Regions from separate parts of the Mus musculus genome. Here all the other regions are linked to region 1. A link is a contact called in public HiChIP or PLAC-seq and promoter capture Hi-C data. All regions are on one chromosome and are shown on one strand. The core of a region is the stretch at or near the end of the contact, and the rest is flanking DNA. Distances in the headings are between cores, read along the strand shown.

Evidence for each region. Promoter capture Hi-C pulls out the DNA fragments that hold promoters and counts their contacts. HiChIP or PLAC-seq counts read pairs in DNA pulled down with a chosen protein or histone mark.
Region 2: a contact with region 1 is called in a promoter capture Hi-C map of cranial neural crest. The contact joins the promoter of Podxl2 here to the promoter of Klf15 in region 1. A contact is called at or near these places in 3 of 39 promoter capture datasets (cranial neural crest, hippocampal neurons and liver).
Region 3: an H3K4me3 HiChIP or PLAC-seq map of forebrain shows a contact between it and region 1, with 6 times the contacts expected there. The contact joins the enhancer-like site here to the promoter of Klf15 in region 1. A contact is called at or near these places in 2 of 39 promoter capture datasets (embryonic stem cells and pre-B cells), 1 of 115 datasets of contacts at active chromatin or transcription factors (forebrain) and 2 of 9 other capture datasets (adipose tissue and liver).

Annotation. Positions count from the first base shown.
Region 1 is chr6:90,460,608-90,464,818 of GRCm38.p6, reverse strand. Klf15 (Kruppel-like factor 15) reads right to left here and starts at 2,243. Exons shown (of 3, transcript NM_023184.4): 1 at 2,094-2,243.
Region 2 is chr6:88,872,817-88,877,027 of GRCm38.p6, reverse strand. Podxl2 (podocalyxin-like 2) reads left to right here and starts at 1,982. Exons shown (of 8, transcript NM_001347327.2): 1 at 1,982-2,109. The coding sequence starts at 2,049.
Region 3 is chr6:88,957,747-88,961,957 of GRCm38.p6, reverse strand. No RefSeq gene overlaps it. Among named protein-coding and RNA genes, the nearest start is that of Gm36409, 14 kb to the left of the region's middle. Within about 2 kb of position 1,832, at least 91 of the 459 cell types and tissues checked have an H3K27ac peak or open chromatin away from gene starts, as enhancers often do. A contact at or near this core is called in forebrain, where this site is marked.

The DNA of each region.
Region 1 (4,211 bases), core at 994-3,493:
CAGCTGTGCAACCTCAGGCAAATGGCATAACTTCTCTGTGTACACATCTGGGTACTGCTGGTACCATCTGGCTCCTAGTCACTGCACACTCAGTGAACTCATGTATACTGAGCACTTACTAATGTCTGAACGGTCACACAAATGCAGGGAACATGGTGTCCCAGGACCCAGAAAAGGACCACCTAAGATCTCCTGCAATGAGATGTGACTGGAGACGGACACACTACAACACTGAGCGATCAGTCGATCGGTCACACGCTTTCAAAGGAGATTGTGGTATCGATTTTTGAACCGATAGAAACGGAGGTCTGATATGAAAGTGAGCAGCAATTTGGGTGGGCATAGTGACTCATGCCTATAATCATGGCACTCAGGAGGCTGAGGCCAGAGAATCATAAATTCAAAGGCAACCACGTGGGATCCCACTGAAACACAGAAGGAGGGAGAGGGAGAACAGGTAAGAAAGTAGGGTGACAAAATAGAATTACATCGGAAGGAGCCCCTCCCCCCAAAATGTTTCAGATTCTTCCAGGACTCAGAGTACTAGGGCCCTGCCCGCGCCCAAACTGCCCCTCTAACTGTTCCAGGCCTGGATCACCCTACTGAGCCCTGGCTTTGGCGCCAATGGCCCCCTTTGTGGAAGTCCTGGCTCTCTTAGCATTCCAGATGGGAGCTCATTATTTAAATCTCAACTCAGAAGCCACTCCCACCTTGGACAAGCCACCAGGATTATATTCTTCACGGTCAGGTATCACTGTGAAAACTGTCTTGTATGCTCAAGCCCCACCAGAATACAAGCAGTCTTGACTGTTCACTACAGGGCTAGATCTAGAGTCAAAACCAGACCTAGCCTTTGCTGAATGTTTCCAGAATCCAGGAGTAAATGCAGGAGTGGAGTGGCCCTAACCGGTTATAACACAGGATCTTAAAACAGTGCTGAGCAACCCTGGGGACACTGAAGTACTGAAGGCCCAGGGGATCCAGGACTTCCTGGACCCAGGACTTGAAAGCCCAAGTGCCAGCGATCAAGCCGGTCCCAGAAAAACAGCAGCACGTGGCGTAGCCAGAGGCGCAGGCTGCGTGCAGGGGGAGGGGGCACCCTGTTCTGGGCACGGTCCCCGGCAGGCCGCTGGACTCCGCCCCCTCTCTTAGCCGGCCAGGCCTGCTGTTTATCCTCCCGGGGACACAGCGGCTGTAGGAACAACATGTAATTGATAACAAGCCGAGAGCCGGCCAAGGGCTAGCCATTGGGTCAGCGTGCAAATCACGGGGGTGGCGAATGGGGGCCGGTCTTCAAAATAAGAGTCTTCTCCCTGAGGAGTCCGAAGGCCCCAAAGTTACTGCCATTCTCGCACCTGTAGGGCGGCGGGGACTCCCCATGGTCGGGGGCAATATCTGAAGGACTCAGTCAAACATTTGAGATTTCACCTTCCCATACCGTGGTAGCAAACCTCCCCTGTGCCCTCCAGGGGAGAATGTTTCCAAGAGGGATGACCTGCCCCCTGCGGCTGCTACCCTCAGCGGTCCCTCCGGTAATGTTTGTTCAGAGGGGCCTGAGGACTCTGCGTGGGGATACGGAACATAAGCGCACGCTGCGGGTACGCGCAAATGGGTGTGAGTTTGTGTCGTGTGATTGCGTGTGCTGGGCGCAGTGCAGCCGTGCGGGTGTCCGCCAGGTGCCCGCGCGTGGGTGCCCACCCGTGGGTGTGAAGTACGTGGGAAGGAGGTGGCTCGGACTCTGGCGCACAGCTTCGGAGAGTACCTTACCCTCCGCCCAGTGACCCCCTTCGCGTCCCCTCTTAGGCCACCGCAACAGTGACCGACAGTAACCTCTCCGCCCCTTGGTCTCCAGGCCCCGCCATATGGGAGCGCAGGTCCAGGAGTGCCACGGACGCGCGTGGGCTCCGCGGGCAGAAGCTGCGCACACCGGATTTGCCCTTTGCAGGCCCGGCGCGCTCACGGGGGTCCCCGCATTTCCGGGGTCCCCTCATTTCCCGGGCCTCCGCGCGTGGTTCCTACAGCGCGCGCCAGGGGACGGCCCGTGATCCCCAAGGGAGGACCCACGCGGCCGCGGTACATCGCGCGTCTCCCACCTGGACTCCGCGTCGCCTGGCGCGGCCTCGCGCGTGCGGCCCGGCTCCGTATGCGGCCGCGCGTCCAGCGCTCCTGGCCGCAGCCCGCACTCCCTGCGGCCGAGCTGGGCGCTCGCCGCTCGCCGCTCTCCCCGCTCTCCGGCCGCTCACGTGACGCCGCGGGCGCCGCGAAGGCTCGCAGGAGGCTCGGCCTCGGGCGCGCGCCCCATTGGCTAGCGCCGCGCGTCACGCGCCCCCGCCCCGCCTCGGCCGCACCCTCCCGCTGCCCACGCGCTCTCCGGTCTCTTCGTGGATCTGCACTGGGTCCTCCGATGCGCACGTGAGACGGGTTCTAGAATCCACTGAAAGCCCGCAGAGTCCCGAAGTGCAGACCACGTGGGACCTCGGGAGCGGAATCGTCCCTGCAACCCCCTCCGCATTCCTAACAAGGCCCGATCTAGTAGGGACCGTGTCTAAAGGGACCAATTGTAAAAATACATCTGGTCTTTCCTCCAGCGGTCATGGTTACTCACGGGAATGGACGCTCACTGCGCTACCCTAGACTTCTGCGACTGACAAACTGCGGAGGTTTGCTGACCACCACCAGTGGCGGCACCTCCCCAAAGACTGCAGGGTGCTTCTGATCTGCAGAGGGAGTTCCAGATTGCAGTCCCAAGCCATCATAGACAGCTTTTGCACCGGTTTAATGAGGAAAGTGAAGCCCAAGAAAACACGTGAGCAGAGAGTGCTGGGTACCCTGCTGTGCACTTTAGCCTACACTGCCTGGCTTCAAACCCGGGCGGCGTGAAAAAACCCGCTGAGAGCGAGCGTGGGCCTTCTTAGCCAAGCAGATAGAGGGCCAGGCACAGCCAGGTCTGTCTTGTCTTTCCCCTGCTTCTTAATACCCAGGACATTTGGACAGACCTTCCTTCCTGGCGCTTCCTACCTGACACTGCGAGGTGGCCAGCCTTTCCCCTTGCTTCTCCAAGCCGTCCCTGTTGGGGCCAGGATTTTTAGCCAGATCCCTTAAATAAGGATCTGAGGATTCTCCAGGTGAGTGCCCATGATCCAGCAGTTAAACTGAGTCTTAGCCAGAGCACGGAAGGAGTCTGTGCTTAGCACAAGATGGTCATCAACGTTCTGATTGATCATAGGCCCAGTCTGAGTCTTCCCCAGTATTCTACAGCCAGTGAATAGCTAGCCAGGGCTAGCACGCAGAGCAGGTGGGGTTGGCTAGTCCATAAAGTTGATTGATCCTATCTTGTCAAGGGAGGGCAGGGTCAGGCTGGGCCAGCACACTTCTCCATAGCCCTGCCTACCCTGGGCTCTGCATTCCTCACACTCTGTCTGTCCAATGTCTCCCACCCCCAGGGAGAAGTGCAGTCAAAGATCAGAAGCTTGAAAGCAACAGTGTAGCTGAGCGGCCTCAGTCCACAGGGAAGATGCCCCAGCTGTCTAGAAGCCATGGCCAACCTAGGACATTCTGCCTAAACCTGAGTCACATTAGGCATCCTTGCTTCAGAACCTTCCCAGGGCTCCCAGCTCACTCACAGGAAGTATATATAACCCCATTCTCTCAGCCTTCCTCAGTCTCTTTTGGGTCCCTTTGTTCCATGACCTCTCTTTCTCAGGTTAACCTGCCAGGCGCAAGCTCAGGACCTTTGTACATGCTGTTTGTCTGAGTATGATTCCCTTCCCAACATTCCCATGGCTCCCTCCTTCACTCAAGTGGCATCTTCAAGGGAGCCTGCATTTGCCCCCTGCTCCCTGCTGCATCCCCCACCCCCCATTTTCCTATCCAGTTTAACAGTTCTGGAGACTTACTATTTTCTAATGTATTAGAAGTTTTTATTTTATTCTGTAAACTCTTGTCTCCTACGGAGAATGTAAGTGGCATAGCAGAAATTTCTATGTGTTCCCAGCCCAGGACTAGAATTTGCATCCCCAGCATCATGTAAAGGTCAGGTAGGTCTTGAAGCTGTCTGTAATTTTAGGACACAGAGGGCAGAGGAGGCAGGATTCCTAGAGCAAGCTGCCCGCTGGACCAGCTGAAATCTGTGAGCTCTGGGTTTGGCAAGAGACCCTGCCTTGATGAATTTAGTGGAGAGAGGTGGGAAGAGTCACCAAATCTTAGCTTCA
Region 2 (4,211 bases), core at 733-3,232, 1.6 Mb after region 1:
ACTTTGTAGACCAGGCTGGCCTCGAACTCAGAAATCTGCCTGCCTCTGCCTCCCAAGTGCTGGGATTAAAGGCGTGCGCCACCACGCCCGGCTAAAACCAGTTACTCTTAAGAAAGCTAGCTGTAGCATCTGTTGTCCAGTCTCTGTATGTTGAGAAAGTGTAGGCTTAAATGAAGTCTGACTGGAACAGTCTGAAAGGCTGGGCCAAGTGAGCTAATTATTCTGAAAATGTCCCGGAAGCAAGTCTTTAGAGGAAATAGCTTTGATACAGCTGAAGTAGGATCAAGCAAGAAGCTGGAACAGTAGGTCTCAGTAGCTCAGGATCCTCGAGGGTGAATCCTGTCAGGGCTGCCTTCTTGGTCTTCCATTCTGCAATATACAAACCTTATCGACATTTGCATTGAAAGTGCGGGGTGCGGAGATCAATTAAGAATGATTTTCTGCTGTTTGAACAGGTGAAAGACAACTGTCTTTCTTTAGAAGTTAGTCTGATCATATAATCAAACTCAAATCTCCATTTACACTATCTGAAAAGATGGTATGTCATAATAAGCCCTGAGAATTTTGTAGTCAATACAATTTGTTGTCTGTATATAGACATTTAAGTCCCAGAGCTGTCCCCAAGTATAGGGATCAGTGTATACATTACCCATCTTGTTGATCTTGCCAGTCTTCCTCTTCTTGTCTGTAGCCAAGATCTTCAGGGAGTCGCCCTCTGTCAAGTCTGATCCTTATTATTTCGGAAGGAGTCCAAAGCCTTTTCTTCTTTTTTAAAACACAAACCTAGAGTCTCTCTCCCAACACAGCATGCCTTTAAGTACAGACTGATTCAATCTAGTAGAAGACTAGGCACTGGGTTTCCTGGAGCTGGAGTTACAGACAGTAGCAAGTGTGGGTGCTGGGAACCAAATCTGGGTCCTCCAAGAGCCACAAACTCTGTGCGGAGCTGTCTCTCTAGCTCCCCTCCCCCACCAGACAATCTTATGTCGCTCAGACTGCCCTGGTCTTAACCTGAATCCCTTCTAGTGCGGTACAAATATTACAGGCGTGGGACAGTCACGCTTCAGTCAGTGTTTTCACTGTCACTTAAAGAAGTGAGACATCTTTCTATCTGAGAATTGCCACAGTTTCTCTCTGTATCTAGAATGGTTTCGCCAAAACCCAGCTTACCCAACATCCATGCATCCTATAAATGTCTCCATAGAAGGTCCCCTCTGCCTCCGTTTGTGCTTAACCTGCCTTCCTACACTTGTGGCTCTGGAACATGCTGAGGAATGTTCCTGCCCTCCTGACACTTAGGAAGAGCAATGCCTGTCGGATTTGCCATATTGGCACAAAAAGAAACTTGAAGTCAAGGAGAAGCGCTGGCTAGAGAGAAAGGTGACTCCCACAAGATGTCTGAAGACAAGGACAAATCTCCTCAGGCTGTGAAAGCCAACTGGAAATTGGGGGTCTAAACTACCCCTGGAAGCTGTAGTGGGTCAGAGGTTAAGAGCATGGACTGACCCAAGTTCAGTTCCCAGCACCCACATGGTGGCTCAACAACCATCAGTGGACTTCAAACACGCACGTGGTGCACATATGTACATGTAGGGAAAACATTCACACACATAAAATGAAAATAAACTACACCCGGCACAGAGTTCAGCTCTCTGCTCTTGCCCAGTCCCTTCACCAAAGCCTGGTCCTCTCCGGCCTTCAGGATCCCCAGGCCACGTGCCCCAACAGGTCCCTGCTGATCCTGGCCTCTGTCTCCTTCGCTGTAACTGGGGCCCGGTCTGCTGCACAAAAGGTTCGGGACCCGCTTCCCAGGGAGGTCCCCCCCCCCGGGTGGCGAAGTGCTCGAGGCCCGAGGTGCAGGTGCGAAGCCGGACTCCGCAATAGGGTCCCGCCCCCGATCCCTCCGCTGCATCGATTGGGCGGATGAGCGCGTGAGTGGCGGGTACGCAGGCCAACGGGGCGCACGCGCGCCGCCGCCTTCGCTTTGCGCGCCCCCGAGGCCGGCCCGGGCGCCGCGGCGCTGCGGCTGCGGGCGGCAACGCTGCACCATGGCCCGGCCGCTGCGGGCCGCCCGACTGCCGCCGCCGCTGCTGTTGCTGCTGGCCGCCGGTGAGTGGGGCCGGGCCAAGCCGCGAGGGCGCAGCGCGCCACGGGCCAGTGCTGGCAGCGCCGCAGAACAAAGGCTGTGGGGCGCGCGGGGTCGGCCGCGCGCGGGGAGGAGGCGGCGGCGCGGGGCCTGGCGCGGGGACCCCCCAGGCGCCCTGTCCTGGGCGCTGGATGCTCCGTGCCACGCGCGCGCTCGAGGACGGCGGCGGCGGGGCCGCTGCACCAGGGTGTCCGCGCCCCACCCCTCGCCAGGTGACAGGTGACAGGTGACCAGTCTGCGGCCAAGGAGCAGAGGGGCGTGTGCGTGTGTGCGCGCGAGGGTGTAGAGAAGCTCAGCAGGGAGGCGAGAGCGCACGGGTGACACCCTTGGAGAAATCGCATCGTAAAGGTCCGGCGGGTACCCAAAGCGCGTGGGCCGGGGATGCCGAGGGCCGAGAAAGAAAGAGCTGCGTGGCCGAGGTGGATGTTTACATGTGCGTGGAGCTTGCCTGGGAAGGCGTGTGCGTGTCGTTGTGAACGCGTGTCCTCGACTGCGCGGGGCAACTTTATTAGGAGCTGACAAAGGGGTAGGTCTGCGACAGCGACTGCCGCCATATGGGGCTGTGTGTGAGACTCGGGTACGTGGTTTTCATTCAGCAGTCACTCCGGATACCTCGTTAGTGTGGGCGTGTGACAGGTCGGGGCCTGAGGCAGGTAAGAAATATGTGTGTGAGGGAGAAAGAGACAGCTTCTCAGGGTAGACATGGGATTCAGGGGTGTGTGCGAGTGTAGGGGGCGGGCACAAAAGCTTGACAGGCTCAGAGGCAAGCCGCCACCACAGAAGGGGAGGGAGGAAGGCTGACTGCAAAGGTGGGTCAGACCAGGACATGGGAGAGCAGCTTTCTCAGGGAAGATCGGAGCTGGGACCCTGTCCTAAGGTGGGCCTGGGGCAGGAGCAGGGTGCTGGGCTGGGTGGGCTACAAGACTTGGTGAACGCGTGTCCTCGACTGCGTCGCTTCCCCTCCAGTGGAGACAGGCATGGGACTGGCCACTAGTGCTCAGGCAGTTACCCCACCAAAACCCACCCAGTGTAATGTATACAAATTCGAGGAGGCGTCTATGTGAAGTCAGGTGAAGACCTTGTTTGATATGAATAGGTGGTGGGCCCTTACTTTGAGACTGTCAATGATAGAACACCAGGAAAATGTCTGGAGAAGGGCGGAGGTGGGAGAACGCTGATTAGGGTTGTACTTAACTGTAATTCCAGCTCTTTGGAACCTAAGGGGCAGGAGGATTGGGAATCCAAGTCCAGTCTGGGCTGCAGAGCAAGACCCTGTCTCTAAATAAATAGATAGATAAATAAAACAAAAAGTCAGAGAGGTAACTGACCCCTCACACTGCTGTGCCTGCCCTGGGCACATTTTATGGGGAAGTGTCTATTGATGTTGGCCTGGGACATCTACACAGACCACCCAGATCTTTGCAAAGCTCTGGGAGGTCTGCTCTCTCTCTCTAGGTAGGGACCACACCATCTCTGCCAGCAGTGCAAGTCAGTATGGAGACCTGACTCTCATGACCCCATCCTGGTGACCAGTGGGATGACAATCAGGGTCCCTCCTTTCCTCTTCTCTCCCTCACCCCGTTTGTATGCCCCCATCTCTGTGCAGGCACACGTGTGTCTATCAGCGTGCCTCCTTTCTACACCTTTGTGTAGAAAGAAGAACGCTTCACTCATGCACTCTTTCTCAGCGGCAAACATCAGTGGAGTCGGGTGGGGGTGGGGGATGGGGGTGTGGGGTGGGGGTGCATCTCTGTTGTGGCTGCCACTCCGGGCTGTGGGGGCAGAGTGGCAGATGCTGCCCAGCCACCTCCCATGCTGGTGTCTGCTAAGGGCTTAGGGGGATCTGACTTGAAAGCTGCTGACAGGGGAGGGCCGAGTGCAGCTGGTGGTAGACAGAAGAGCCTGCCTGCCAGGGCTGAGCGGGACCGTGCAGGAGGACACACACTGGGTTCTGGGGCCCTGGCTTTCTCTACCCCTAAGATGTCTGCCTGTCTCCGTGACCTCCCCTTTCTGGGCTTGTTTGGATCAGATCTTTCTTGATGCTGATCCACCTTGTCCCTCCCTG
Region 3 (4,211 bases), core at 583-3,082, 1.5 Mb after region 1:
GCAGGAAAGGGAGAGAAAAACTTATGAGACTCCATGACTTTATGCAGAAAGCCAGATTTCTGCCTGCCCCAGGAAAGCCTCCCTTTCCTTCCATTGGTCAGAAGCAAGTCAGATGACCACTTTACCTGCAGGGAAGCCAGGACACATGACTCGGCCACAGAAGCAGTTAGTGGGGGTAGAAAAACAAGAGAGGATATGGCGTCAGATTTAGCCACAGATGGAAACGGTGGCCACCTCAATCAGGAAGGGCAGCAGCCAGAGAGAGAGAAAAGCAGGAATCGCAACAGGGCCCTGAAGAGGAGACAGGGAGGAGGTAGTCTGCAGGCACAGCCAGGTGACCACCATACAGAGGACATGACTCTGACCACACAGGCCCTGTCCCTGCCTACCACAAGAATGTGCGGGTCCATCTTTCTGTTATAAGCATCAGACTCCCACTCAGACCCATCTATAGCCTGGGGAGGGCTGGCTGCACTCAAAATGCAAGGTACCCTAGCATCCAGCGTCTCCTCCATCTCTCATTTTCACCTTAGTGGTGCCACTTCAAAGCACCTTTCCCAGTGGGGCGGTGCCACCTGGGACCAGCAGCTCCAAGTTTGTTCCAACATTCCTCATTGCCTATGCTTGACTGATGTCCCCTCTCCCAAACCCACTCTTAGAGACACTTCCAGGCCAGTCATGGGGAAAAAAAAAAGGGGGGGGGGTGTTTGCAGTCTGTCATGTAAGCAAATCTGTGGCCTGGCTTCAGTGGCTGGTCTCCCTAGCCACATTCCAGACATTCACAGGCAGAAATCTGGAGTCTAGAAATATGTGTGAGACTATCCCCAAAGAATGCAAGGAGTCAGGCTGAACGTATGTGCCAGCGTGACGTGGTCAGGAGACCAGATGTGTGGTCCTCCCCTCTACAATGAGATGGCACCACCTTTCTGGTTGGGATAAGTGGACCCAGGCCTTCTGCTCTCAGCCTGCGGAGCCTCACTGGGTTTCTTGTTCCTGGTACAAAAATGATTTGATCAGGGAACAAACAGGACCCAGGATCAGATGACAAATGTCTATAGCAGAGCTCAGGAAAGGGAGCCTGTTCGTCACTGAAGGAGGAAGGGACGATTCAGGAAGTCACAGGGCAGACCATGGCACGTTCAGGGTGAAGCGAGCCTCTGTGTGGAGCAGAAAGCTAGAGCAAAGGCTGCAAGAGCTGGCTGAAATGGAAGCATTGGCATGCCGCTCCGAGGCTGGCTTCCGCCTGAGGGCCGTTTTCTGAGGCAGGGTCTGGTGATGAGACTGTATGAGCAGAGTGCTTCAGATAAGGAATCTCAGGTGGTGTCTTGTCTCAGCCATGCCCAGGCTGAGCAAAGCTTGGCGTCACAGGGCTGAGAAGCAACTAGCGCAGTGTCCACCACAGCAGGAGGGAGCAGAAGTCCAAGGCCAACCTCCACCCTTCCTAGGCCCTATTCTACAGCTCTATGTTCCACCAAAGACTATGACCCCAGGGTGGCTAAGCTCACAGAAAGGCACACCATGGACCCAGGGGGACAAATGCTGATTAGCCTGCTTGGCTCATCTGCACCTGTCTACTAAGTTGTGTGAATTCAGACAAGATTTTTAACCTCTCTGTGCCTTAGTTTCCTCACTTATAAATTAAGAGTGGTGAAACACACACATAACTCCAACAATAGTTTGGGTTATAAATCAGCCAATGTGTGTGGTGTGCACTGGAAAGAGAAATATCCTCCTGAATAAAGGCTAGAAGCCGTGAGAGAGGCGTGACAGCCGCAGGCCCTGACAATCCACACCACTGTAGCCCCCTGCTGGCCCTTCAGCTGAGCCACGGCTGGCTCCACGCCCACTGAGAGCGTAGAAGACAGAAGACAGCTCCAGTTCTCCTTAACAGCTAGGAAGAGCCTGCCCTGGCCCAGAGCCAGACAGGACTACTCTCAGCCTTGGTCTTCCTGCGGTGCAGAGGACTGGCATGTGGTACAGGCCTGTGGGCTGCTCCAAGATGTCACTCTGTCCTCCCAGTACCCCAGAACTGTCTCCTCCATCCTCAGCCCCAGGAAGCCTGTGAGTGGTCTCCAAGGCAACAGGGCATCAGAACAGCAGAGAATATGTTGAGGATGCTCAAGAGTAGTTGGGGGTGGAGGAAGCCCACAGATTGATACCTACCCCATAAGGCTAGCAAGGATCTGCCTGTATCCACTGCCCCCACAGTCTCCTGGCACCCACCCTGACAGATTCTATCTTCTGGGAGCTACAGACCTTCAAGTCAGGTTGCTGATGGTCAAACTGAGGTACAGAGCAAAGTAGCTCCAACCAAGATTGTTCAACCGTCCCTCCTGGTCCTTGCCTTTCATTAGGTGATGGTCAGGACAGCCAATGGGGAGGCAGCAGAAGGCTGGGTTCAGAGGCTTTTCAGACCTGCAGATTCCCAGGTGGGAAGCTAACCACAGGCCCAGGGAAACCCTGGCATGCAAGTCCTAGTTCCCCTCCCAAGGCCACAGCAGATATTGCTAATATGCAGACATGTCTCAGGTCATTTGGAAACAGCACACAGGAGAAGGGGCAAGAGCCTGAAGATGGCAACTGTAATAGCATGGATCTCAGGCGCTTGCATGCCACAGGGGCCAGCCCCTTAACCCCCTCACCCTAAACTAATTGTGTCTCCTTCAAACTTCACATTCACAACATATCCTCACCTCATACTATATTTGGAGATAAAACCTATCAGGAATAAATTTCAGTTAAATGAGGTCATGAATTTGAGCGGGGATCTGATCCAACAGAATTAGTGTCTTCATAGAGACACACTCCCTCTCTTCAAGTATGCCCAAAGAAGAAATCGCACAACACACAACAAGAAGTTAGGAAGCCCTGGCTGTTCTGCCCTGACCCCAAATGCATAGCCTACAGAACAGAGAGAATGAGTCCATCTAAGGTGTCAATTTGTGGCAGCTGGTGCCAGCTATGACCCTCACATAACAGCTCTGCTTGAATCTCCGCTTTACAGAAGAGGACACAGGCTCAGGCAAGTGATGCCTGTGAGTACATCTGTAAGGGTGGAGTGAGGACAGACCAGGTCATCCCTCCACCGCCCACACTGCACACTGCATGGCTAAGTATGCATGGTTGTTCACGCCAGACCTGTCTTTTGTGGAGTCCAACAGTAATGCCAACTGTGCTTCGGATACTGCTGCTACTTAACAGCATTAACTAAGACTCAGTGTACTATTGGACAAGCCCCATTAGCTTTACACATGGATTCCTTGCTGGCCCCTCCACTGAGTCAGTCCCACTTGAAGCCTCCTGCACAACTTCAGATGGACTCTGAGTGAGACCACAATCCACTGAGGCTGGTCAAAGGCTGGACAGGACGTACCAAGCACTCTTGTCCACAGCCCATCTGTACTTCTCTAGTGGCTCCAAGACCCCAGCAGGAGTGTCCCCACAGGAAGGCAGCAGCCATCTGGCTACATGCCACAGCACATCGGTTGCCAAAGCCCATGTTGAAGAAGACCCATGTACACCCAGATCCAAGGGAGGGGAGGGCATTGGTCAGTTTTCTTCATCATTGTGGCAAAATACTTGACAGAAGCAACCTGGGAAGGAAGGTTTCTGCTGGCTCACAGGCTGAGACAGTACAGTCCTTCCTGGTGGGGAAGTCTTGTCAAAGTTCATGGTGCCCAGAGCAGGTCACGGATCGCATCACAGCAGGAAGTGGGAAGCAGAGAGTACTGAGTTAAGCACTGGAGCCAGGTCTCAAGGCCCATCCTCTCCCACCAACCCACTTTGCCAGCCACGCCCCACCTGCCAAAGGCTTTACAGCCTGTAGAGGGGGGCCACTTGCTGAAGGCTGAGTGTCCAAACACACGCCTGAAGGACACCTCTGACTCAAACAGTATCAGGAAGTTGAACCACACCTCTGTGAGGCAAGGGTGTTGTGGTCATGCGCCAGAGGACCCCATGGGAAAAAGGTATGATTAAGGCCATCTTGGGAAAGTACAGGCCACATACAGTGCTAAAACCAGATCTGACCTGCTAACGGAAATGACAAAGAAATTTCACTGTGACTTGTTTCTATTTGTGTTCCCATTAATCACCTGTCTGTTGTCATTAAGTTGTCATGCCTGCGTTACTGGCAATAATAACCTGGGGTTTGATCACATCTCACAAGGTGGTTTGCATGGGCTCAGCTTCTTCATGGGGATGAGGAGAGG